Regions from separate parts of the Mus musculus genome. Here region 1 is linked to region 2. The links are chromatin contacts, called in public promoter capture Hi-C maps. All regions are on one chromosome and are shown on one strand. Each heading gives the region's core, a stretch centred on a gene start, on an enhancer-like site or on the middle of the called end of the contact. The rest is flanking DNA. Distances are from core to core; before and after follow the strand shown. Region 1 holds the start of Mitf (melanogenesis associated transcription factor). Region 2 holds the start of Suclg2 (succinate-Coenzyme A ligase, GDP-forming, beta subunit).

Region 1 (6,267 bases), core at 900-3,399, 2.1 Mb before region 2:
ACAGTCCCACATTTTTCCTTTCCTGTGCTAGCTAGCTAGCTACAGAGGACATGTGCTCTTGCGTGCCATTCTTGCTGACTGGGTAAAAGAATAGAACCAAATCCTTCCCCATGAGTGTCAGGGCACTCATTGGTTTTCCCCAGAGGTACCTTCTTCACTCCCTCAAACTCATTTAATGTATCAGCCACCATCAAAATGAAGAGCCCAGTTAATTAATTTCTTTCAGACACACACACACACACACACACACACACACACACGCACACACTCCCCCTGCCCCCCTCATTCTGGCCTTGTAAGCATTTGCTTATAGAAGCAAAAGCAGGGACTGACTGCTCAGTAAAACACTGGTCCCTTCAGCCACATGCAGATAAAGCTCTAATGAGCATAACCAACAATGCGCTTTACACAGTATCACTCTCAGAGCACCCAATACACCCTTATCTACATTCACACACAAATAGCCATTATGAAAAGAAGCCACTAGTGAAAGGCTGAGTTTATGCATCTTGATGCCTAACACATTTCCTTCCACTCTGCCACAAGCATGTGCAAAAAGCCTGCCTTAGCCAGGGAGCCAGGGCTTCTGCTCCTCCCAGAGTTTGTTCCCATGACTGGATTCAAGGTCCTGTCCCAGCCCTGAAGGAAAGCAACCTGTCTCCACTTTATAAGACCCAGCCTTTTTGTCTCCCAAACCAAAGATTCCACCCCTCAATTCTGCCTTCCTGGCCCCTGAAAGTGAGTCCCTCTGCCCCTCTACCAGGGGAACCTCACTCATCTAGACCCTAGACAATTGATGCACCAGGTGATGATGTTAGCCTTACTTCATCGCACAACTGAAAGGGTGGAAATAAAGTCACAGATTCCAGTGACTATCCCCCTCTCTGTAAACATGACAAATAAGAAGCACTTCAAGGGTCCAGAGGGACCAAAGAGAGTGATAACCGATTCTGCCAGGCAAGTAGCAATGGAGGGTGGCGTGAGGGATTAGGATACTGCAGAGGTACTGAAGAGTTGGGAGGCACCAGACTAGAGAACATCTTCACTCTAGGCCCAAAGTTCTTGAAGCGCCTGGAGAATTAAATGTGTGTAGGTGCCAAGAGAGCATTCCCAACCACCACAGACCTCTAAGGTAGTTTGTTTGTTTGTTTCTTTCTTTCTTTCTTTCTTTCTTTCTTTCTTTCTTTCTTTCTTTCTCTCTTTCCTTCCTTCCTTCCTTCCTTCCTTCCTTCCTTCCTTCCTTCCTTCTTGCATTTGTAAAGACTTCTATTCCAGACAGCTTGCCCAGCTTGAGAGACACGCCCACCCACAACCTCCTCCCCTCCTTTTATTCACCCCCCCCCCCCACACACACACACACACCTCCTCGGTGCTGTCCTGTGGCAGGTGAAAGGTGAAGCTCAGGTGAACTTCACCTAGAGGCCTCTCTGAGTAGTATCTCCCAGAGGGGCTGGTCTACAAGGGAAGACCTCCAGGCCAGTTCATCGCTGCCCTGGAGCATCAGATCCCCCTCTCCTGAGCCCCTCAGCCTGCTAGGGAGCTTCAGAAAAATTGCTCTTGGTAGCACCAGATCACAGTCCCTGTCCGGTGCTCCTCCTACCCCACCTCGCGCCGGGTACCGCCCCAGCCCCCATCTAGCTCAGCAGCTGGCATCTGCAGCCGAGGGTCCCCACGTCTGGATGAGCCATCCCAAGAGACTCGCGGTGTCCCCAAAATGCCACTGTCAGATACCCTGGGATGCAAGCAAGTCGTCTGTAAGCGGGACCCTAAATGCCAGGGGCCAGGTCGCCCTGTACCCCAAGGCAAGGGCACGGGGTCCTTGTCCTAGAGCTATCCAGACTGACTGTTCTCCTCCCAGGGTAGCAGGCGCGGGGCCCATGGGCCTCCTGCCGCGCCTCCCTCCAGCTGTCACCACTCACCTGCTCTTCAGAGGTTGACTTTTGAGTTCGTAATAGGTTTTGGGTTCTTCGTGAAACTCCTCCCCGACTTCGAAATCCGCCACGATTCCCGATTCGGACTGCATGACTCCCTCTTGCCCGCCTTCCACTGCTTGGGACTTGGACCAGAACCCGGGCACCTGAGAAAGATGGGGGGCCTCGGGTACCCCAAGCCGCGCGCCCCGCGCAGTGCCCCACTCAGCCCGCTAGCCGGCCGCCCGCCCCGGCGCGGTGAGTTTACTCTCACACCAGAGCGGGAGGGGCTGAGCCCGGTGCGCCCTGGGATTTGTGGTTCCGCCTGGGCAGAGCACACCAGCTCTCCAGGATATCAGCTTCCGCAAAAACTACAACTCCCAGAAGGTCAAACCGGGGAGAGACAACGTGGTGTACACGGATAGTGCAAGTCCTGTTTGGATTCCTTGTCAATGTCAGCAGCTCCTCTCCGTGTCTCTCCGGTTTGCTTCAAGGATACAGACCTGGCTGTTTAATATTAATAAGAACAACTCAGCCTGGGCTTCTACTGTCCCTCCTGGTTTAGACATCTGCGAGGACACGCCGAGCGTTCATTTAAAAAATAAAACACTAAGGGGTTTTGAAACTAGAAAGTTTCGGTCAGAGTTAAAACCCATTTTTAAAATAAAAGGACTTTCTATTAGCCCCCGAGCTCTTCTGGACTGCAGCGACACATCATTTTGTCCTCTATTGAAACAGAGTGTTGGAAACTTCACTTTTATAATGAAAGCATTATTGGAGGAGTTGTTCTTGTGCGTTCTTTTTCTGGAACTCAGTATAAGCTCCCACAATACTCTTCATCAGTTGAAAGGCTCCTTTCCTTTTATCCAATTAGTCACCTCTAATCTAAAGCAGCACTTGAAGGATTCAGTTAATTTTAAAAGACATCAAGTTACCAAACAGCTTCACCACCACCACCACCGTCTGCTTTCAATTTCTCAGTTGGCTGGGAGTTCAGATGAGATTGTCCTAACATTGCAAGCCGGTGCAGCTTCAAGGTACTCGGCTAGGTGATGTATTAAATGACCGCACTTTAGCTCATTTGTATGTTCAGACCTGTCTTCTGGTTAGTTCCAGCAGGACTCTTCATGTTGTATAAAACATCAACGAGTGCTTTGAGACATTGGAGTTAAGGGTGGCATTTTAAGATGGCAGAAATTCCTAGTTCTTCTAAGAAATCCTGTGTAATCTTAGACATGTCCATTGGATTCCTAGAAGCCTTAATTTCCTCATCTATGAAAGAAGAGATTAGGAAACCTATTTGAGATGGTGTTGCAAGGTCAAAAGTAAGGAAAGAATTACTTGCAATTTGTATACACTAGGGGCAGGCAAAATGGCTCAGTCGGTAAATTTACTTATTTGCAAACATGACAACCTGCAATTGGTCCTCAGGACACACATGACTGAAGAATGGAACTATTAACTACTGCAATCTGTCTCCTGACAGCTGAATGCAGGTGCAGGTACACATAATACATACATAGAATTTTTTAAAAGCTGCTCAGTGATGATTAATTTTGGCTTTCTTTTGTGTATCTTGGAGGCATTCTTGGCAAGCTTGCATCTCTTCTGTGTATTTTTCACTTTCAGGAGTTGATAAACTAAATGATGATCCTAAAAGGTCTACACTGATGGTTGGGCATCTCCTTGGAGTTACCCACTCCTATATCTTGCCTCACAGTATAGCTTTTTCTTTTTTAATTTTATATCAGAAAGATCATGAATAGGAGTGGTGAGTGAGAACTGGAAAATGTATACATCGTTGAGGTAGCAATAACCAACATTTTGTAGCTGAATATTGTTCTTAAAATACTTCGGGGGTCCTTTCCTATAGCAATAGCATGGCAGGATATCTGAAATCACCCTGAAAAGCTTCAAGATGTTCATGGATATATTAACTGCTAGAAACAATATTCAGAGGTAACAGTATAGAAGAAGGGAAGTAAACCGAGAGAGCAGCATGTGTGTTTAGACTCTGAACTTCATCCAGGTCCTCCATAGTCAGTGCTGGAAAGTGGGAGCAGAAACTGATGGGCTTGGAGCAAGTCCAGAATTTGATGAGGTGTGAACCACAGATGCTAAACACTGTGCCTAACAGCAAGCGTTCTGGCCCAATATCACCCCGACTGAGAAACGCTGAGCCTTTTCATTGTCTGAATCTCTTGACCCATTAGGAGTTGTGTTTGGTTGGTTGGTTGGTTGGTTGGTTGGTTGGTTGGTTTTTTTGTTTTTGTTTTTTTTTTCCTGAACAAAGCTATGTACGTTCTTCTTAGAACACACAAATAGAAAGACACTGTGCCTAAACATGGTCTGTTGGCCCTTGGAAGGCTGGCTGTCAAAGACTTGTACCAGAATTGAGGTTTAGAACAATAATGAGGCCTGGGATGTGATTTAGTTGGTAGAGCCTTTGTCTATGGTGTATGAGGCCCTTGATTCAGTCTTCAACACTGCATAAACTAGTATGGTGGCATAATCAATCCCATAATCACAGCACCTGGGACAGGTAGATTCAGGATGGTTAGAAGTTCAAAGTCATCTTGGTTACATTGGGAGTCTAGGGCCAGCCTAAGCTAAAGAGTGATATCCCAGACCTAAAGGATCATTCTTAAAGCGAAAGTAAAAGTGAGAACATTCAAGACTTCACTGAAGCAGTTTCCAGAGAGCTCTCTGGGTGTAGCCCTGAGCTGGAGTTGTCTTAAGACTGCACATCCAGCTGCTGTTTCCCCCTCTTGTATCTTTTCTTTGTGCTCACTCTGCTCTCTGTTCAGAAAACCTTCGAAGGATCATCTGTTACAGTGCCATCTGCCACCCTGTGGGAGTGGGTATGTGACTTTGTCCTGACCATTATAGAATCCTATCTTTTAAAATAATTGCGGACTTGTTGACATTTCCTATGTATATGTAATATATTTTGATTAGAATAAACCCCCTTTTCTCTCTCTTAGCCCCTCCCTCTCCCCCTGGAACCCATCTTCTTCCCAACACAGCCCCCCTTCTACTTTTGAGTCTATGGGGGTTTGTTGTTGGTATTCTTTGTTTGCTTGTTTTGTTTTGTTTTATAAGCTCGTTGAGTTGAATTAGGGTTTACATATGCATGGATGTGAGGTGATTTCCTGGACCCTAAGCAGTTTACCGGTGGCTCTGCCCCATATAACATCATCTTTTAATACAGTGATTCCTTTAGGAATTGACATCGGACCCTAACACCACTTTTTCCTTAGAAATTTTCTCCTCAAATAGTTCTGATTTTGGAAGCCTGGGATGGAAGAGAAGGAAAAAATCTAGATGTACTGACCTATAGTTACCCAGGGTAGCTAAGCAAAAAGATGGGGGAGAGGGAAGTAGAAGCAAGCAGAAGAGATAGAAGAATAGAGAAGCAGAGAACTAAGACATTTCCACTCCTTGCTCCAACCAGGTCTGAGGTCAGGAGTCTTCGGACTTTCCAGACAGATGAAGAAAAAACTTTTCCTTTTCATTGGAAGTGTTTACTTGACTCACAATAGAGCTTGGTGCCTCAGTATATAAATTCTCTTTGCCTTTAAGTGGACAATTTTCTACAGAGTGACATACCACTAGCCCACATTACAAACTGCTGTTCACTTGGTGAGTAAGCTAAATAGTCTTCATCAATGAGTTAAAATCTGGAAGCTGATAGTGCTTAGAAAACATGTACTGAGTCAATAGCACCATACATGTAAATGGAGGACCTATCGGATGTACAAAGCAGTAATTAGAACTTATACTTATCATCATTAATATTACCTGTACTTATATAATGCTTTACATAGGCTCATCACATGAATTTCTTACTGCATCTCACAAAGACATTGCCTGGCTGGATAATCAAGGTCCTCAAGGTTCCAAGGTATACACTGACCGTGCCATAGTAGTGAACGGGGCACGACATTGGGTGTTTCAGCCACAAAGCTGGATAGCATTTAGTCTCTGCTTTTGTAAGACTCTCAGTCCCGAAGCTGAGTCAAGGCCTATGACAGAGTGAAGATGTGCTCCCACCTCCAGCTAACTCATCAACTGTTTACAAAGTAAGGGCACTAGGTAGGCATGAGGGGGAAGATCAGAGAAACATATGTAAGTCCATACACTCCGGGACATGGCCATTGCCTCTTTAGAACTAGGAAGGGACATAATTTAATGTTGTGAGAGTATCTAAGACAACAACATCCACTGAGGGGTAGGATAGTAATATTATGGCATTTTAAGAGGAGTTGTGACTCATCTTTTTTGAAAGAAGAACATGAAAAATTCAAGTCTACAAAAACTAAATGAGAACCAACTCCAAGGTCTGGTCATCAATGAC
Region 2 (6,623 bases), core at 1,431-3,930:
AGGTTCATTCCCACTGGATGTCTCCTTTACATACTGGTTCGACCAAAGAACCTCTGACCTAGAGCTAGTTGTCAACCCACTCTTGCTCGAGTTCCCGCCCAACTCCAGCTACTTTCTTTACTTCCCAATAAACCTTGTCTGCCTGCCCCTTTTCTACTGGCCTTGCTCATTCCTCTGTGCTCCCGTGGTAATGGACTCTGCTCCTACCCAGTAAACTGGCAAAGGTTATGGGGGGATGAGATGGAAACTCAGATCCACTCAGGCCATGAAGCAGAGTGGTGATCCCCAGCTGTGTGACCTTGGGAGCATTCAGAGATAGGGAGAGTTGTGTAAAGGCCATGAGGTGAAGAACTCTTGGCTGCCCAGTTATCTCTGTGCACAGTAGGACAAGGTAGGATTGTATAGGACTATTTAGGACAATATAAGACTATATAGGACAATAGGAACACCTTCTCAGGGTTGCAGTGAGAGTTGAATGGCAGCCAGAAGCAGTTGCATATATGGTTGTGTATGTATGACTGGTTTCTGTTTCAGGGAGCTCAGCTTAGAGCTCATTGAGGACCTGCTCAGCAAAGGTTATGGGGGATGAAATGACTGTCCAAACATCCGTAAGCACTAATTCAGATGGGTTTGTCAATAACAAGGACATGAGGCTCAAGCCCCTTATCAGTAGTGATAAAGAGGTAGGGAGAATAATTATCCTCGAGATAACGTCAATCCTGGAACCTTCTTGCCTCAGGCAGCTGCTGATAACTATGCCTCATTTCTCTCTTTGGACTACTGACCCAAATCCTTATCCTGCTTAGCCTGACATTCCTGGCATTCTAACTCTCTAACCTCCCTCCATACATGCAAATGCCTAGAACTAAACCAACTCTGCTCTGAGTTTTTACTCCAAAAATGTTGCTTACCTCATTTCCCCCTCCTTGGGTAATGGCTCCTATCCATTGATAGAAATGAATAAAAAGACTTGGGGAGAGGTGAAGAGCGGAGTCATAAAGTTCCGTAGGTTCTGACAAGATCAGATCAGGTGCATTCATGAAACCACCATAGACTCAAACTGTAATCATTAGCAGCCACTGGATCTCGGAAAAAGGAGATGGCTCAGTGGGTAAGAGGGCTTGCTGTACAGGCATGAGGACTGGTGTTCAGATCCCTAGCATCCATGTAGCAAGCCACCTGTAGCCATTCCACTGTAACTCTAGTATGGATCCAGGCATAGGCAGGAAGATTACTGGGGCTTGCTGGCTAAAATTCTAGTTCTACGTTGAGAGATTTTTGTCTCTGGAGAATAAGGTGGAGATAGGGCAAGTCACAGCACACGCACACACACACACACACACACACACACACACACACACACACACACACACACAAAGAGAATAGATTCTGTGGGTAAGGTTTTGAGGAGGAAAAGGCTTATCAAGGACAGATGTGGGCCAAATGTAAATCCTCGGTGAAGCGGCATAAAGACTGTTGGGGTCTCTTGGAGTAATGTTCCTACAGCTTCTCTGTCAATGTGAATTTACATCAAATGGAAGTTTAAAGGAAGCCGACAGAGGACACTCTTGTGAGGGGACTGTTGCTATAGTGTCCCTTGTCTGTCTTGTGATCATAAAAAAACAAAAACAAACCCAACACCCAATTAAAAAATATCCCCAAGTAGTGCTGAGGGGGTGAAACATGAGTTTGAATCTCATATCTCATTATCTAGCCCCTGTTATGTTTCTTATCTGTTGTATGCCTCAGTTTTCTCTTCTGCAGAATGAGTATAGAAATGCCATCTACCTAAAATGTCGCCATGAAGCTTAAATGTGTTCCTAATTGTTCAATGTCTGGTACATACTAGTTGTTACTGTGATTTGTATTTTATGTAAGTGCATAGCAGCCTGGATACTGTACACAAACACTTTTCTCCTTGTAGAGTAGAAAATCCAGCAATAGCTTTTTATTAATTTAAGGTTAAGTAGCAAGAAAACAGATGTCACTAAGGTAGGCCCAAAACCCTCCATCACTTTCGCAAAGAGACAGGGTGGTGCCTGTTTATAATCACAGTATTTTGGAAGTAGAGGCAGGGTCAGGAGTTCGAGATGAATTTCTGGCCAATGGAAGATAGACAAAAACCCTATCTCAAAAACCAAAACCAAAACAACAAACCACTACTACCCAACCAAAACCCAGTACACTCACAACACCCACACCCAAGCTTGTGCCCCCACATGGCCCAGGAACTAAGGGTAGCATTGATCCTAATTCCTTCCCTTGGAACATTACTCTCTCCAAGGTGTGTCCTCTGAAGGTGGTATCAGTTCCTAGGGCCAGACCTAGCAGCCCTCACTGCAGTGTCAAGGTCTAATCTGTCACTCCCAGGGCCAGTTTTAAGTCAGTGCCCCTGGGGCTGAGATCTGCTTTTGCCTGAAAGCCAGGCAAGATGCAGTAAGCTCTGGGAAGCCACATGGCCTTGGGGTGAGATGGTGAAGGTAGTGGGGGGTAGGGGTAACAAGGTGAGGAGTGGGTGGGGGGGTCTTCCACCGCCCCCAGCCCCCTCCTTCCTTTCTTTTTCCCAATTCCCTCACCCCAGCTCTCTACTGCACCCGCTTTCCTCCCCGCCCTTTCTCCCGCCCCGCCCCTCCTTTCTAGCTCCGTCCCTCCTCTCCTGCCCCGCCCCCTCCCGAGGCCTGGGCCCGGGCGGGCTCCCTCCTCCGCCCCCTCCCTCCCCCTCGCCGCCTCTCTTCAGGTTCCTGGTTAAGATGGCGTCCCCGGTGGCCATCGCGGCGCAGGCTGGGAAGCTTCTGCGAGAGCGAGCGCTGCGGCCGCTCCTGGCGGTCAGGTCCCAGGTGAGCGCGGCCCGGGCCACGCGAGCCACCCGCCGTGGTGCCCCATGCTCCGCGGCCTCTTCGCCCCGCGCGACCCCTGGCGATCCGGTGCTCCCCGCAGCGCGGCGGGCTGTGCGGCGTCCGAGGTGTCGGGGATCGCGGGGGTCAGAGTGCACACCCCACGACCCGGATCGTTCTAATGGCTCCCATCAGCCTTGCCCGGGCACTGGCACCCCGCGCTGGGGGCGAGTTCCCAAAAGTTGGGCGCACTGTTGGAACGCAGAGGTTTCTCAGCCGCTTACTGGCTCTGCCCGGGGGCGGCTCTAAGCCCGAGCTCGCTCGGCAGCCACGTGCTCGCTCCCCAGACTCCCGAGGCAGCTCACCTGCCCCAGTCAACCCCGCGGGGTGTCGCTTGTGACCCCCTTGTGCTTGTCTGTGGGGACCTGCAGGGGTCCAGGAGGATAGTAGAAGTGGAGTCTTGTATGAAAGGCCTGTGTGAAAACTCCTGCCTGCCCACTTGGTCCGTGCCTCCTAGAGACTTAACTAGTGTTAGACTCAGCAGCTCCTTCCTCCACGTTGCTCTCTTGTTGAATTTACCTTCTTCCATTGCAAGCGTCGCAGTAGCGAGGCTTTGGAAGGGAAATTGTGAGTTGGCATTGACACTTGGGAGAAGTCATCCAACTACTAGTCTTCCTACTTTCTCTAGTTTACCCGCCCCGCCTCCCCCCCCAACCCCCCCCCCCCCCCGCAAGAAAAACTTTCCAGTCCAATGAGAGGCAAATCACTACATTCTGACCAAGGCATGCATAGGGCACTAGGAAAAACGAAAAGAAAATAACTTACTAATGATTTTTTTTTTGTTTCTCTAAACTTTGGATCATTATGACATCTGTGAAGGTTTTTTTTTTCTTCTTTTCATTACCTGACATTCCATTTCTCTGTTATTGTTAATGGGAATTTAAGAGGCGCTAATAGTTATTACTGTAATATCCTTAACAGGCACTTGACAGTATGGTGGGTAAAGGAGAGGGATGGCGGTTTGTCTAATTAAAATCACAGATACCTGCTATAATAGAGTGAGGAGAGATCTCCAGGCGATCTGAGTCCTGTTCATTATTTAAGTGTTATATATAAAAAAACAAGAGCTGGGGTGCTGTTGCAGTAGGTTTGAATTGATGAGAAACATGGAGCCTAGGGCAGTCAAAAATGAAGAGTGAGAAATGATTGTTCAGAGAAACCTAAAACAGAATGTTTAGCTGGCTGGCGTATGTTGTCACCTTCCCTATCCAAGTTGTCATCTTCCCTATCCAAGTCGTGGAAACCTTGTCATCCTGACAAGCAGACTGGGTGAGACCTGTTACCTACATTGGGCAATGTTCATTGATTACATACTTGTATGTGACTCATTACTCTGGAAACATCAGGCTTAGATGGCAGTAGAACTCAGAGATGGCTCAGGTGGTAACTCTCTCCCCAAGCAGGAGAGCCTGGAATTCAGATTCCCAGCGTCTATGTAAAAAGCCAGGCAAGCCTGTGTGAGCTTGTGACCCAGCACTGGGAGGAAGAGACTTGTGGGGAGCTACTGACCAGCCAGCCTAGGGGAATAGCTTAGGTTTCACTTCAGTGAGAGAGACCCTGTCTTAGGGAAGGAAGCAAGGTAGAGAGAGTTCTAGAAGGACACAAGTGACTTCCAGGAGGGCCTGTTCTGGTCTGTTCAGGCTTTCATGAGCGCAAACACACACACACACACACACACACACACACACACACACTCACTCACAAGATGATTAGTTTTTGTTTCTGTCTTATCTAACCCTAGACATGAAGGTCAGAAGACATGTCCAGTATCTCCTGGAACTTGAGTTACTGAGGGTTGTGAACTATCCCATCAGCCAGGACTGAATCTGGGTCCTCTGTAAGAGCAATAACTACACATTATACAATGTTCAAGACCTGAACCATGCTCACGGTCAAGTGGGCCTATGTAGAAAGTCCAGTACTGAGCAGTTCACTGACCTGCTCAAGGTTACAGAGAGTTTGAGGTCGAGCTGATGGGTAAAGGTTACTTCATGTTCCCACTCTACCAGGGCCCAGTCGGGTGAATGCCCCTTTCCCTTGCCAATAGATCTGCAGGCCAGTAGAAAGGAAGCAAGTCACTAGTGCTACTCACACATTTCTTACAGGAACATCTTGGAGTTGATAGTGGAAGAAGGTACATACGTGCGTACTGCCTTTGACTTTAAGGAGCTATTTCTTAGTACCAGCTCTTTGCCATTCTCTTGCTGTGCCCCTATTCATTTCCTGGATCACAGCAGATACTACAGTTAAGCCTGGCTCATTTTTCCTACCAAACTTAGGAATCTTCAAGTATTTTAGGAATCTGTTGGCACCGTCGGCCTAGACCTACTTTGTATCAGGCCTGGTGGGAAAAAAAACAAACCAAAACAGGTGGACGGGCCAAGATAAAAGACCCACTTTCTGCTTTTAGAAGCAACTCTAGCTTGTTTCACAAAAATGTCCACGGAATAATATCCCTTCCCTGGGTTAATGTTAACATTTGACACATATTTTTGATGCTTAATGTCATTGAAGTTTTTTTTTTTTAAACGTCTGCCTCTGGCTTCACTGTTTTGACTTTGGCCATTTCTACGCTGTCCTCATGGAGGACTGCTCCAGGCCCTGGGACTTGGGGTTATGAGTAAAAAGGGGAAGATTATAGATGCTCCAATAAGAAAGATGATTTCAAGGACTGATGAAGCCATAATGAAGGCAAACAGGGCCACACAATGTGGAATAAATAGCTTCCCAGGCAGGCATGTGAAAGCCCAGAAAACCAACCTGTTCCATAGGGTGGTTTTATTGAGGTTTAATTGTTTTCTATTTTGAGACTGGGTCTTGGCTGGACTATGTTGAGCAGGCTGGCTTAGAATTCACAGGGATCTGCTTGTGTCTGACTCCCAAATACTGGGATTAAAGGTATATTCTTGATCTATATTTAATTTTTTAATTGAAAAAAAAACCAAAACCAAACATAATGTACATTGAAAAGTGTGTCCGTTAGTTGCTCTTCTCATTGCTGTAGCAACGAATCCAAGAAGGCAGCTTGAGGGAGGGCATCATTCTGGCTCACAGTTTGAGCATAGTGTAGCTCCCTATCCTAGCAGGGAAGGACCGGCCTCAGGAGCTTGAGGCAACTGGTCACATTGTATCCCCAGTCAAGGAGCACAGGGGCTGGATGCCATGCTCCTTTATGCCGTTTGGGATCATAGTCCAGGGACAGGTGCCACCTGCATTTTGGGGGTGAGGGTGGGAGTGGGGTGGGTGTCTTCCCACCTCAGTTAATCTAGCAATACCCTCACACGTGTGCACAGAGATTGCTCTCCCAGGTGATCGTAGATCCTGTCAAGGTGAGCATATTGACGGTCAGTGCACAGTTGGGTAAGCTTGCACGTGAAAGCAGCCAGGTCTCCAGATGTCCAATGAGAGAGTGATTTAGCCGCAGCTCACATCCTTTACTGCTTCTACCACTACCCATGCTCCACAGAAGGAACAGTTTCCTCTCTTTGCATGTGGATTCTTTTTTGTTTGTCATGTAAATAAAATTATACAACATGCATGCCCCTGTTAGGTACAGCTTTACTCTATTGATAAGATCCTGAGTTTTGACATTTGAACTACGTACTGCAAAGGAGCTGGACAATCGGGATGGGAAGGGGGTGGTAAGACAACAAGTGCAGAGGCCCTGAGGTCTGACAAGTAGGGAAGGTCCAAATCATGTGGGTATCACGTGGAGTTCTTAAGAGCTTA

Evidence for each region. Promoter capture Hi-C pulls out the DNA fragments that hold promoters and counts their contacts.
Region 1: a promoter capture Hi-C map of pre-B cells shows a contact between it and region 2, with 4 times the contacts expected there. The contact joins the promoter of Mitf here to the promoter of Suclg2 in region 2. A contact is called at or near these places in 1 of 39 promoter capture datasets (pre-B cells) and 1 of 9 other capture datasets (liver).

Annotation. Positions count from the first base shown.
Region 1 is chr6:97,802,940-97,809,206 of GRCm38.p6, reverse strand. It overlaps Mitf (melanogenesis associated transcription factor), which reads right to left and starts at 2,149. Exons shown (of 10, transcript NM_001113198.1): 1 at 1,920-2,149. The coding sequence starts at 2,023.
Region 2 is chr6:95,714,903-95,721,525 of GRCm38.p6, reverse strand. It overlaps Suclg2 (succinate-Coenzyme A ligase, GDP-forming, beta subunit), which reads left to right and starts at 2,680. Exons shown (of 11, transcript NM_011507.3): 1 at 2,680-2,837. The coding sequence starts at 2,751.